Regions from separate parts of the Mus musculus genome. Here regions 2 and 3 are each linked to region 1. The links are chromatin contacts, called in public Hi-C and Micro-C maps. All regions are on one chromosome and are shown on one strand. The core of a region is the stretch at or near the end of the contact, and the rest is flanking DNA. Distances in the headings are between cores, read along the strand shown. Region 1 holds the start of Mapk13 (mitogen-activated protein kinase 13). Region 2 overlaps Srpk1 (serine/arginine-rich protein specific kinase 1). Region 3 holds the start of Clpsl2 (colipase-like 2).

Evidence for each region. Hi-C and Micro-C count contacts between places; a contact is called where the count stands out from the background.
Region 2: a contact with region 1 is called in a Hi-C map of CD8 T cells, with 1.9 times the contacts expected there. The contact joins the enhancer-like site here to the promoter of Mapk13 in region 1. A contact is called at or near these places in 2 of 39 promoter capture datasets (liver and neural stem cells), 2 of 484 Hi-C or Micro-C datasets (CD8 T cells and group 2 innate lymphoid cells), 2 of 115 datasets of contacts at active chromatin or transcription factors (embryonic stem cells and pancreatic cancer cells) and 1 of 9 other capture datasets (adipose tissue).
Region 3: a contact with region 1 is called in a Micro-C map of embryonic stem cells, with 2.2 times the contacts expected there. The contact joins the promoter of Clpsl2 here to the promoter of Mapk13 in region 1. A contact is called at or near these places in 2 of 39 promoter capture datasets (hematopoietic stem and progenitor cells and trophoblast stem cells), 5 of 484 Hi-C or Micro-C datasets (embryonic stem cells and liver), 2 of 115 datasets of contacts at active chromatin or transcription factors (both in embryonic stem cells) and 1 of 9 other capture datasets (adipose tissue).

Annotation. Positions count from the first base shown.
Region 1 is chr17:28,766,443-28,770,728 of GRCm38.p6, forward strand. Mapk13 (mitogen-activated protein kinase 13) reads left to right here and starts at 2,875. Exons shown (of 12, transcript NM_011950.2): 1 at 2,875-3,086; 2 at 3,569-3,698. The coding sequence starts at 2,968.
Region 2 is chr17:28,586,751-28,590,548 of GRCm38.p6, forward strand. It overlaps Srpk1 (serine/arginine-rich protein specific kinase 1), which reads right to left. Exons shown (of 16, transcript NM_016795.4): 16 at 2,838-3,491. The coding sequence ends at 3,307. Among named protein-coding and RNA genes, the nearest start is that of Lhfpl5, 13 kb to the left of the region's middle. Within about 2 kb of position 2,026, at least 27 of the 459 cell types and tissues checked have an H3K27ac peak or open chromatin away from gene starts, as enhancers often do. A contact at or near this core is called in CD8 T cells and embryonic stem cells, where this site is marked.
Region 3 is chr17:28,547,789-28,551,569 of GRCm38.p6, forward strand. Clpsl2 (colipase-like 2) reads left to right here and starts at 1,699. Exons shown (of 3, transcript NM_001034871.2): 1 at 1,699-1,815; 2 at 2,868-2,990. The coding sequence starts at 1,726.

The sequences.
Region 1 (4,286 bases), core at 1,625-4,124:
AGCTGAGTCTAAGGCCCGAGTCATTTCCTGACCCTTGCTCAAGAGGAGCCGAGAGTGGCCAGCTGTGCTGTGCCGAGGGGGGGGGAGTGGGGGGGTGGCTCTCCTGGGCTCCTTACCTTTCTGAGTTCAGCTCTCCCATGTTACAGAGACTCTAGCCCTCTTTCTCCTCTCAAGCCAGGAGAGCGCATCTCTCAGGGCTAACTCTCAGTAGCCCATGACCAGCCATAGAGTCTGGCTTCCAGAAACATGGTTCCTTCATCCAGAACCGTCAACCCAAAGGGTCTCAAACTCCTACTGTCTGCCCCTCCTTTGTCTTCCCATGGGGTCTTGGGACCAGAAGAAAGATGGAGCAGGAAACGGGCTGAACTGAGAAGTCACATTCTTAGCAAGATTCCAACTGATTTGGAGACACCATTAAACCATTGTTCCAGGGACTACCATGCCAGCTTCCTTACCCCACTCTGCCCGTCTCCAGCCTTGTGACCTTTAGCTAATTACTTAAGCCCTCTGTGTCTGTTTGTCACCTCTCTGGCGAGGGTGCTCAGCCTGACTCACTGGCCTTCTGCCCTGGAGTGGAATATGTAAAACACACTAATGGTTGGCACATGGCAAGCACGTATGTTTATTAGATAATTTTTCATACCCAATGGGCTGACTCGGTCATTCTTAGACATTCTTTGATATGTTCTTAAGATGAGTAACACACAGATGCCCCGCCCAGAACATGTCTGTGGGGTTGTTCTCCCCAGTGGTCGCAGACCGTGTGGCTGCGTTTGGGGTCTGCAGACAGCTTGATGGGTCTCCCAGCTAGCACATGGCTCTCTTGTGAGCCTCTGTCCTCTGACCAATGAAGCAAGCTGGCTCCCTTCCCTTTCACAGAGAAGCCAGAGAGGGTGGGACATGTTCCAGGGCATGCATGACTGAAATTGAGAACAAAGTCTCCCTGGGACCACCCAAGACAACGCCATTCACGTGGCCTTAGAAATCAAGCAAAGATCTATACTCAGAATTAGACATTTACTCTGGAGGCAGAATCAGGGCAATATCTATGAGTAAAAGACCAGCCCAGTCTACATAGAAAGTCCCAGGCCAGCTAAGGTACATAGTGAGATACTGTCTTAAAAACCATCACCAGGGAGTGGGTGGGTAGGGGAGTGGGGGTGGGTGGGTAAGGGGGACTTTTGGTATAGCATTGGAAATGTAAATGAGCTAAATACCTAATAAAAAATGGAAAAAAAAAAAAAAAAAAAAAAAAAAAAAAAAAAAAAAAAAAAAACCATCACCAGCCAGGCTTGGTGGCACACACCTTTAATCCCAGCACTCGAGAAGCAGAGGCAGGTGGATTTCTGAGTTCGAGGCCAGCCTGGTCTACAAAGTGAGTTCCAGGACAGCCAGGGCTACACAGAGAAACCCTGCTCGAGAAAACAACAACAACAACAATAAAAACATCACCACCGGGCTGGAGAGATGGCTCAGCGGTTAAGAGAACTATCTGCTCTTCCAGAAGCCCTGAGTTCAATTCCCAGCAACCACTGTAATGGGATCCAATGCCCTCTTCTGGTGTGTCTGAAGACAGCTACAGTGTACTCATATACATAAAATAAATTAATCTTAAAAAGCTAAAAACAAAACAAAACCATCACCACCAGTATCAAACAAACTCCGGTGGATGTTTAAATCTTTGTGAACTCTGGGGACTGTAGAATTAGCAGCCGTCGACTCTGGGTGTAAGACAGCAAATCTCTCATGAGAAGAAGGATTGGATGCCTGGAGTTTGTTTCAGAAAAATGGGGAAGAGGAATAGAGTCTGAGCCCTGGTCAGTCGCTGAGCCTTAGGATCTGAGAGTCCTGCTTACTGAAAAGACAAGAGTCCTGGGGTCACAGGAGCTCATGTAGAACCCCATGAATTGTAGGGTTCTTGTGTTGTTGTTGTTGTTTGGGGATCTCCGGAGGGTTTTCTGGGAGGAGGGGTGTTGAGACAGAGTTTCTCTGTGTAGCCTTGGCTGTCCTGGAACTCTGTAGACCAGGCTGGCCTCAAACTCAGAAATCCACCTGCCTCTGCCTTCCAAGTGCTGGGATTAAAGGCGTGTGCACCACGATGCCTATTTTTGTTTATTTATTTGCTTATTTGTTTTGTTTAACTATGTGCATGATGACCTGGGTGCTGGAAGCCAAACTCAGGTCATCCTCAAGAGCGGTGCAGTCTCTAACCTGCTGAACAACCTCTCCATCTTTCTGTGGGGTCTCACTATGTAACCTATGCTGGTCTCCAGTTTACTGCGTAGTCAAGAATGACGTTATTTCTCTATCCTTCCTTCCTCCCTCCCTTCCTCCCTTCTTCTCCCCTTCCCTCTCTTCCCACCCTCTCTATCTCTCCCTCCTTTCTTCTATCCCTCTCTTCCTTCTCTGTTCATTCTCTGTATCTCTCCTCTCTAGTCTCTCCTCTCCCTTCTTCCTCAGGGTCTCACCTAGTCTGGCATTGAACTATGTACTGAACTGGACTCAAAATCGTAGCAATTCTCCTGTCTCTGCCTCTATCTCCTGTGTTGAGTACAGACCTGAGCCACCACGCCTTACATGTGAAGGGTATATTTCTTAAACTAGCCCAACTAGCAACAAGTTGAGCGCCCCCCCCCCCGCGCCCTAACCCCATTCCCAACTCTTCCTACAGTCTCTAGGCAGCCTCGCAGGCACCCCTTTCCCGCAGGGCACCCCCCTCCTCCCTCAGCACCTGCAGCAGGTGGCTGGTGGGGCCTGGGGCGTTCGCCGGTGATGGGCGGAGTCCGGAGCGCGGGCGAGCGGTGGGCGGGCCGGGGCGGGAACGTACCTGGGCGAGGCGGCAGGTGCGCCGCCCCACGGGGGAGGAGCGGGCGCGGGGCGGGAGGGGACCGCGGCGGGACACCCGGGCCGGGAGCCCGCGGGCAGCCACCGCAACCTCCTCGCAGGACCGCCACCACGGGGTCCGGGATGAGCCTCACTCGGAAAAGGGGCTTCTACAAGCAGGACATCAACAAGACTGCCTGGGAGCTACCCAAGACCTACCTGGCGCCCGCGCACGTCGGCAGCGGGGCCTATGGAGCGGTGTGGTGAGACCCGGGGACCCCAGGAATCAGAGGAGCCACGGGCCACCCCTCGGCAGCCTCCCCGAGTGAGCCCGGTGGCAGTGGGGCCCCTGTGGGTTGAGTCGCTGGCGAATCTGGTTCTCCAAGGCTGTAACTTTTTAAAAGGGATCTCGGAGTTCGTGGGACAGATCCCTGCGGTTGCAGATGAGGCCCCAAGAGGGGAACTTGCCAAATCGCAGAGCAGGGACTCCTGGCCTGCTCTGCATCCTGTCAGCAAGAACTGCTTCTCTCCTTGCTCTGCCGCCCCTTCCTTGGCGTCGCCCCCTACTCACACACACTCTCTCTCTCTCTCTCTCTCTCTCTCTCTCTCTCTCTCTCTCTCTTTCTGCTGGTCTCCGGCCAGCCTGGGGAGCACAGAATGGGGGTGGCCTAGGACAGGGCTGGAGGGATCTCCAGTTTAGGCCCTTTGCGCCGCCCCTCCCCCTCACCTGCCTGTGACCCCGCAGCTCGGCCATCGACAAGCGGACAGGGGAGAAGGTGGCCATCAAGAAGCTGAGCCGGCCCTTCCAGTCGGAGATCTTTGCCAAGCGCGCTTACCGCGAGCTTCTGCTCTTGAAGCACATGCACCATGAGAACGTAGGCTGCCTCGGGGTGTGGATGTGCCGGGGATCGGAGGGCAGGGAGAGGGGCCCAGGAGGGGCCTGCCCAGGGTCGTGCGCGCAGGGCCAGGAGAAAGAACTTCCTCTGCTCCACCCTGGTTTCTCAGCTCTCTAAGGAGAGCCCAATGAGAAGATGCCAGGGCCTGCCCAGCTCGCTTCCCAGAAAACACACAACCTTTTCTTGATTGTGAGGAGGAAGTAGGCACAGGGGAGCTTCGCGATTGGTTCTGTGAGGACTCCAGTCCGATGAGCCTGGGCACTTGAGCTAAAGCTGCCTCCATTCTGGCCACTCTAAGTCTAACAATAAATACTGAGTATTTAATGCATGCGGGGGTGGGGGCTGGCTAACTTTTATAATCCTCTCCGTAACACATGCCAAGGCACAGAAAGGTTTCCCCGGTTCTGCAGCGGCAGAGCTGAGGTTGGAAGGGGCGGGAGGCAGAGCCTGGTGCCTGACCATTTGACCATCCTGTCTGATGGAAACAGACCCCGTGACCCAGCTCTGGGCCAGGCAGAAGGGCTAGGGTCCATTTCAAATAGAGCCTTGTACATCGTGAACCCTAAT
Region 2 (3,798 bases), core at 776-3,275, 180 kb before region 1:
AGATGTGATATTGTAGAGATCACTACAGGCCTTTCAAAGCTGTCCTCAACAGCCTACCCCTTCTTGGATGATACCAGAGACCTTAAAGCCACGCTTCCCCTGATTGCTGAGGTGCTCCATCTCTTAGGAATTCACCACAGTGCAAGGAGCAAGTTAGGCATGTAAATAACACACACACACACACACACAACCCCGCAACACTGCCTCCATCCTGCCAGTGGCTCTTAGCTGGAAATTTCTTGTATGTTGGGACCAGTCATTTGTCAGACAGACAGGGTAAACCGAATCCTTCCCAAGCGGATGGACGGCTGTGGGAAGAACGTGGGTCCAAGTGCACACCTGTGAGGAAGCCACATTGGCACTAGCAGTGTTCACTGTCTGGGGCAGGGTCTCCCTGAACCGTAAGCTCCATAGACTCAGCTAAGGGCTAGCCAGCAAGTCTCAGGAATCCTGTTCCCACCCCACAAAGTTGTCACGCTTCTGTATTCTCACACCTGGCCTTTTACGGCAGTGTTCATGTGGTAAATAATCACTGTCTTGAGCCATATCCCCAGCTCCTGAATTGGGGAAAGTTTTCTTACAATTTTTCAAATTACACGTTAATGCCACAATTAAAGAGCTTAGAAACAAGCCGGGCGTGGTGGCACACGCCTTTAATCCCAGCACTAGGGAGGCAGAGGCAGGCGGATTTCTGAGTTCAAGGCCAGCCTGGGCTACACAGAGAAACCCCGTCTCGAAAAACAAAACAAACAAACAAAAAAAAAAAAAGAGAGAAAAGGAAAAAGAGTTAGAGAAACAAAATTACAACCCCCACAAAGGTCAATACCTATGCTACTGTTTCATTGCATATTTAGTTAACTGCTTGGGCAACAAAGAAACCAAACTTGTGGAACCAAGCAGGTTATTAAATACTCTGTTTATTGATCTGCATTTGTGAGGACACAAACATCGCACTCAGTAGAAAGAATATAAAACGTATCAGGGCCTCGGGGGGCCTTATCTTTAACCAGGAGCCAACAGCAGTCCATCAGGGAGACCTGGCCTCTATGGCACCAACTGCTCGGCCAAGCTCAGGAGCCCACAGAAGGGCAGCTTTTGCGCCTGTCTCCTTCCACTCTCCCAGGTTCTCTGGCTCCTCAAGCAGCAAGGAGAAAGCCCTTATCTGGTGGGACTTATGTCTGGAATGAGGTTCCAGGTTCTACCCCCATTAAAATTTCCCATGGAGTCAATGATTAAAACAGACCTGCTGTTGGCTTGTGTTTCTTGGTTAGGTCACCTTAATGTCACTAGGATTTCTATAATCCCACAACTGAGATTTGCTGAGAAGGAGTTTCAGGTAGGTCTGCTATTGCTTTAGATGTCAATACAGTTGACAACCCAGAGTGGATTAAAACTGCTGTAAGATTTCCCTGCCGTTATGTGATGTCATCTGCTCTCTTTATTCTTGATAGGTGCATAGATAACCTGACTTAAAACTCTTTCTACAGGAACAAGTCTGGTTCCAGATAACCAAGCATGAGCCAATGAATGGCTGGCCAGTTCCTCAGGTGAAGTTGATGAGTTACAGGAAGCTGCTTGCTGGTGAGCCAATCATGAGGGTGACTCTCCAGTCTTCCACACAGGAAGGAGGCAGTGGTGCGTTTCAGTGAGCTTGCTTAGGGGAGCCTAGGCTTGCGACTCTGGCTTTCTCCAAGTTAGAAACTGAGCTGTTTCCAGAGTGCTATAATCAAGACCCACTTGGTCCTTGCTAAAATCTGCAAGCAGCTGTCACGTGACCCCAATCCTGTCCTTCTGATGCGTGCACGCTTCACCCCAGGAACATGTAATGTTTAGGTAATCAAGTCTATGAGGGGCCAAGCCTAAAACAAAGTTCACAAAGCCTTTTTGCATTAAGAAGAAAAAGCCTCAAGTACATTTCAATCATCTCAAAATTGATGTTTAAAAACAAAACAGAAACCTTACATTATACAAGGAAATAGCAGCATAGGATGACTCATGTCAAAACCAACAGGAAAACGATTGAGAAAAGTGCCAGCCTCTCCTCCCCTTGGCTCCTCACCCAGGATCTCAAAGGCCTCTGAGAAATGAGAACAGCACAGCCACATGGAGAAACTGAGTCAAGGCCAGAATTCTAGGCAAGGCAGGAAAGCTGTGGATGGAAGCAGAGCTGTCTGGGAAGGCCTTGGAATGTGGGAGGGAACACTCCCTGAACAGGGCAGCTCAGAAACCTTCGTCTCCTGTCTGGATCACCCCAAAGCTCGTTACAAGACAGTCAGTCCATTCAAGCTGAGCAGGCAAAGCTCCAGGAGGGCCTTCTAAATGGGAGGACAGACTGAAATGACTGTTCTTACGGCAACACAGGACACAGAAAAGGACTATTTCACAACACCTGAGGCTCCCAGTAACTGAAATTCACTGGTTCTCTTTTGTCTACATTAAAAACCAGACTCAGCTGGGCGTGGTGGCACACGCCTTTAATCCCAGCACTTGAGAGGCAGAGGCAGGCGGATTTCTGAGTTCGAGGCCAGCCTGGTCTACAAAGTGAGTTCCAGGACAGCCAGGACTACACAGAGAAATCCTGTCTCGAAAAATCAAAACAAAAAAACCAAAAAAAAAAAAAAAAAAAAAAAACAACAAAAAAAACAAAAACCAAAAAAAAAAAAAAAAAAAAAAAAAAAACAAAAACAACAGACTCAAGATTCCAGGAACTTAGTTGTGAGAAGATGAGAGGGATCCAACAATACTTTCAACAGTGATAAAATGGTACCCAAACTGGTTGCTCATCGAAAAATGTAGCATAAAAGTCGCAGGAAAAAAATGTGAGCATAGAAACCACAGATAGAATCCAGGAAGATGATGCAGCCTGGATACAGCGCATTTAATGTCTCTGCTGTTCACAGAATCCACAGCCCTCCCCTCCTCAATCTTGTGCTGGCGGCGGATGTGCACGAGAAAGTGTGACTCTCAGAGTCAGTGAATAAAGAGGATGGATGGGCTCACAGATCTTCACAGCTCTTCTTAGAAAGGGCACTGACAACCTAATAAGATGGCAGGGCAGAGGGTGAGGCTGTTCACACTTTTAGTCTTTGGCAGAGCCCAACCAAGGCCAAATTCACCTAGGATGCCCAATGGCCGTGGGAATTTCCACAGGATCAAGGAAGCAAACCCAAATGAACATGTTGGTTTAAAAAAAAAATAGAAACCCTTGAAAGAAAGAGCTTTGCCCTGAAAAAGGAGAGGGAAGTTTGAGGGGTGGGCTGGAGGGAAGGTCCATATGATGAGCTCTGCTGCAGTGGCAGGACTGGCTTAGGAGTTTAGCCAAGGATGCCGGAGACACTCAGCAGCAGTGGCTCTCTTCTCAGGCATAAGCTCCAACATGGGCAGCAGGAAATCTGTGAAGCCGGCAGCCTCCTCCTGAGGCCACTCATATTTCTCCACCAGAACCTCCAGAAGACCCCAAGGCTTCAACTTGGTGATGTGCTTCAGGTCACCTGTGGGAGACAGCACAGGCTCAGACAGTCCCCACCTCTCATGGTGTGTTCAGGCATCCCAATGGCTCAACCTTCTACAGCTCAATACTCTAGCTGCTTCAAAATGAGGCAATGATTTACAAATAAAAAGCTAACAGCATGACAGACTTGTATAAGATCACCCACACAGCTAGCAGCTTGGCCTCACTCAGAAAGCTCAGTTCAACTGCTCCTTGGGCTGGATCTTTCCCCTTCTACAAATGGTGCTCGGTTCACACCAGCGTTTGTGAGCAAGGCAGCCTCCTAGCACTGAGGTGTGCCTTCAAGC
Region 3 (3,781 bases), core at 449-2,948, 220 kb before region 1:
GGTGTGTGTGTGTGTGTGTGTGTGTGTTTCTACCATGCTCCTCCTCTGGAGGTCAGAGGACAATTTGCAAGAGTTGATGTTCTCCTTTTACTATGTGGGGTCCTGGGGATTGAACTCAGGTCTTGAGGCTTGGTAGTAAACAACTTTACCCAGTGATCATTATCACAGTCTATGGAGTTCAAGACCAGCCTCCTGAGGGAATATAGGAGACTTTGATCTTAGAATAAACAATGATAACAAATGAGGTTTAAGCCGGGCGTGGTGGCGCATGCCTTAATCCCAGCACTCCGGAGGCAGAGGCAGGCGGATTTCTGAGTTCGAGGCCAGCCTGGTCTACAGAGTGAGTTCCAGGACAGCCAGGGCTATACAGAGAAACCCTGTCACAAAAAACAAAACAAAAACAAATGAGGTTTAATGCTAGTCTGGCTTGAATTCCTTACTCTTACCTCTTGGTAATGAAGGAAGGAACCTTCACTGGCAAAGGGGTTGGGTAGCAATGTGGTCAGACTCATGGGGGTAGGGGGAGGTAAGGACAAGGCTTGAGGTCAGAGAACGCATGCATCTAGCCCGCATATGAATAGCTTTAGTAGAACACTAGCTCCTGGCTTCCCTGAGGCTGTGTGAGTGTATCTCACCTGAACACAGAGGTTGCACAGAACTCTCTCTGGCCCTGCTGAGGAATTCCCCTGCCGTAGACCATCTTTCTAGAAATAGTACCCTGCTTTAGGAGTCAGGCTATGGAACAACATACCTGGCGACTCGGTAGGATTGTCAACCTGTGTCCAGGGGTGACTACAGGGGTTAAAGGTCAGCCAGGTCTGGAGACCAGCTGTGTCAGCTCAGGAAGCTTTCTGAGACCTGTGGGCCAGCACGGCCGGCAGAAGGGATGAGAACACACTGCATATTCCAGCCCTGCCCCGCCACAGGAATGTGTATAGGGACGGTGTGGGTGGCTCGAAGTTAGCACCAGCTGTCCTTCAAGTCTGCTGTCCTCGCAGATTAGGACAACCAGCCTCGTCCTGTATTTAGGGTCGCAGGCTAGAGTCCCTGGTCCCAATACTAGCCCCGTAGTAAATAGCTTTTCTCAGAGAAGCCACTGCAGCTGGGCTCCGGGTCCCAGCAAGCTTCCGCTAATAACCACCCTGATTCTCTGCTCTGCATTCCACTAGAGCTCACCCCACAACCCTGAGCTCACCCCCTCACCCTCCTGCCTCACCTTCATCCCATCTGCCCCTGCCCGGAAACCCCAGTCAAGTCTCCATTGTCTCCAAATGTCTCCCTCGTCTGCCTCAGGGATTCTTTGCCGCCCTAGGCACTTTGGGTAGGAACGTGCTATGGATCTCTTTCCCTCTAAGGGCCCTGGCCCTGGCCCCTTAGTGAGCTTGGCAGCTCTGCACCGCACACCCGACCCCCTTCAAACTCGCTACTCGGAGATGAGTAAAGAAAATATCTTTTCCTTCACAGTTTGAATTCTGTGTTTCAAAGTAGCCAGTATAAGGTCCGCGGGTTCTACAGCACAAATGCCCGGTTGGTCCAGAGCCTTTCCTCCCTCCAGCCCATCCAGAGGCTGCCAAAGCCTAGCCTGGGAATCAGCCGTCCTTGTCCCACATGCACTGAGCAGGACAGTCTGTGACCATCGGGCCCACGCTGGCTGGCTCCCACTCCCACAGCGACAGGGACTTATCCCCAGCCGGGTTCAGGGAGCTTGCGGCCACCCAGGCCATCATGGCATTCACTCAGGCCTTGGTCACCGTCCTGGCTTTGCTTGCTGGGACCCTGCCACACAGACACAGTGAAAACTCACCTCCCAAAAAGGTGAGCATTGCCCTTGACTTGCCCTGGGACGGAAAGGTGGGGACCGAGGGCTGTCGGATGCACACCCCGTCTGAAGTGGGGTAGGGATGGAGGTGGGGGTAGTGGGTATTGTAGGTGTACTTCACAGTCCTGGGCAGGTTTCATTTGCCTTTCCTGGACTGGAGACCATGCCCCTGGCCCAGCCCTCCTCTCTGCTCTCTCAGCCCTGGGCTCACCACCCCTCCCCCACTATCCCAAGCCCTCTCTACCTGCTGATTCTGGGGTTCCCATGCTCTCCTCCAAGACCTAGGGACCCTTCTAGATGCAAAGTCTTCCTCTCCCCTTTCTCCCTTCCATTTTTTTTAAAATTCTAAAGGTTCCTTCCTCCCTCCCTCCCTCCCTCCCTCCCTCCCTCCCCCCCTCCCTCCCTCTCCCCCTCCTATGTCCGTGCATGTGAGGCCAGAGACATCTATCTCAGTGGAGTCTGTTTTTTCCTCCCATCTTTACTCAGTCCCAGGAAGGGGGGAAATTGAACTCAGGTCGTCCAGCTTGCACAGCAAGCTCCTTTGCTGGCTGAGCCATATTGCCCCCTCTCTTCATGCCCATTAGCTATGGAATCCATACAGGTGAGGGGGCAGGATGCCCAGCTCCTGACTCTTTTTTTGTTTTTTGTTTATAAAGTTAGGTTTTTTTTTCCTAAGATTTATTTATTATTTCTTAAGTACACTGTAGCTGGCTTCAGAGCTCCCATAAGAGGGAGTCAGATCTCATTACAGATGGTTGTGAGCCACCACGTGGTTGCTGGGATTTGAACTCGGGACCTTTGGAAGAGCAGTCAGTGTGCTTAACCACCGAGCCATCTCACCAGCCTCCTCTTTCTTTCTTCCTTCCTTCCTTTCTTTCTTTCTTTCTTTCTCAGTCAAGTCCAGCTTCTAGGAGGGATACCCTGGGTGGGGGTCTGAGGTGACAATCTCATGGCTTTCCCTCGTGGACCCTGAGGTTCTTGGGCAATGCTGGGACCTCTGTCATCCTTCTGTAGACAAGAGCTAGTAACCAAGGGGCTATTTCTCCAGGCCAACGGAGACAAGTGTGTCCACCACACTCAGTGCTCCAGTGACTGTTGCCTCATAGACCTGGAGAGAAGCGGAGCCTTCTGCACCCCCAAGTCCCGCATAGGCATGGGGTGCTTGCCACAGGTGAGACACCCACAAGCAGGGAAAGAGTGGGGGAGGTTATAAAAAGAGACAGATGCCTCTGCTCCCCCACTCCCCAGCCCTCACCCCCACCTGCCTCTTCAGGTGCCCTGCCCCACTACCAACTACTATTCATCCTGCAGTCTCTCTTCTATGTGGTATTTTTACATCCTGGGCTGCCCCAAGGAAGGGGAACTTGCAAAGACTCATTGAGTCACATTCCCTGTCGTCCTGTCCCCCTTCCAGCGACTGTACATAGTAGGTGCTTGTTGCACACCAGATGAGAATCTTTTCCTTAACCTCTCTGAGGTGAGAAGGACGGGAGATACACCTACCTTGACCTAGTGCCCGTGACCTGGTTACCTGGGAGGGCTGCAGGGCTAGCTAGGACCTCAGCTTCCCAGCATCCAGGCTTACATCCTGGCTGCCCCAGCTCCTGCCTTTAGGACCTGCTCTGACCGTAGTCATTGGGACTAATGTGTCTCCCTCACAAAGTGACTGGGGAAAGTTCACAGGGCTCATTCAAACAGGTCAACTGAGATCAACTGGAAGATGCAAAGGCACAGAAGGTTTTCTTCCTACTCCAGGGCCCTGGCCCCAAAGACTCCTAGGAAGGATGGACCCGGCCTCCATATCCTGGCTTGGTCCTCTGCCCGAGCTTAAAGGAACCAGCCAAGGCCCCACTGTGGCCTGGAGAATCGCTTTATTAGTATTAGAGGTCACTTGGTACATTGTATCTCCCTCTCTAGAACAGGGAGATGCGAACTGTTCTAGCTTGCTTTCTGTTGCTGTGA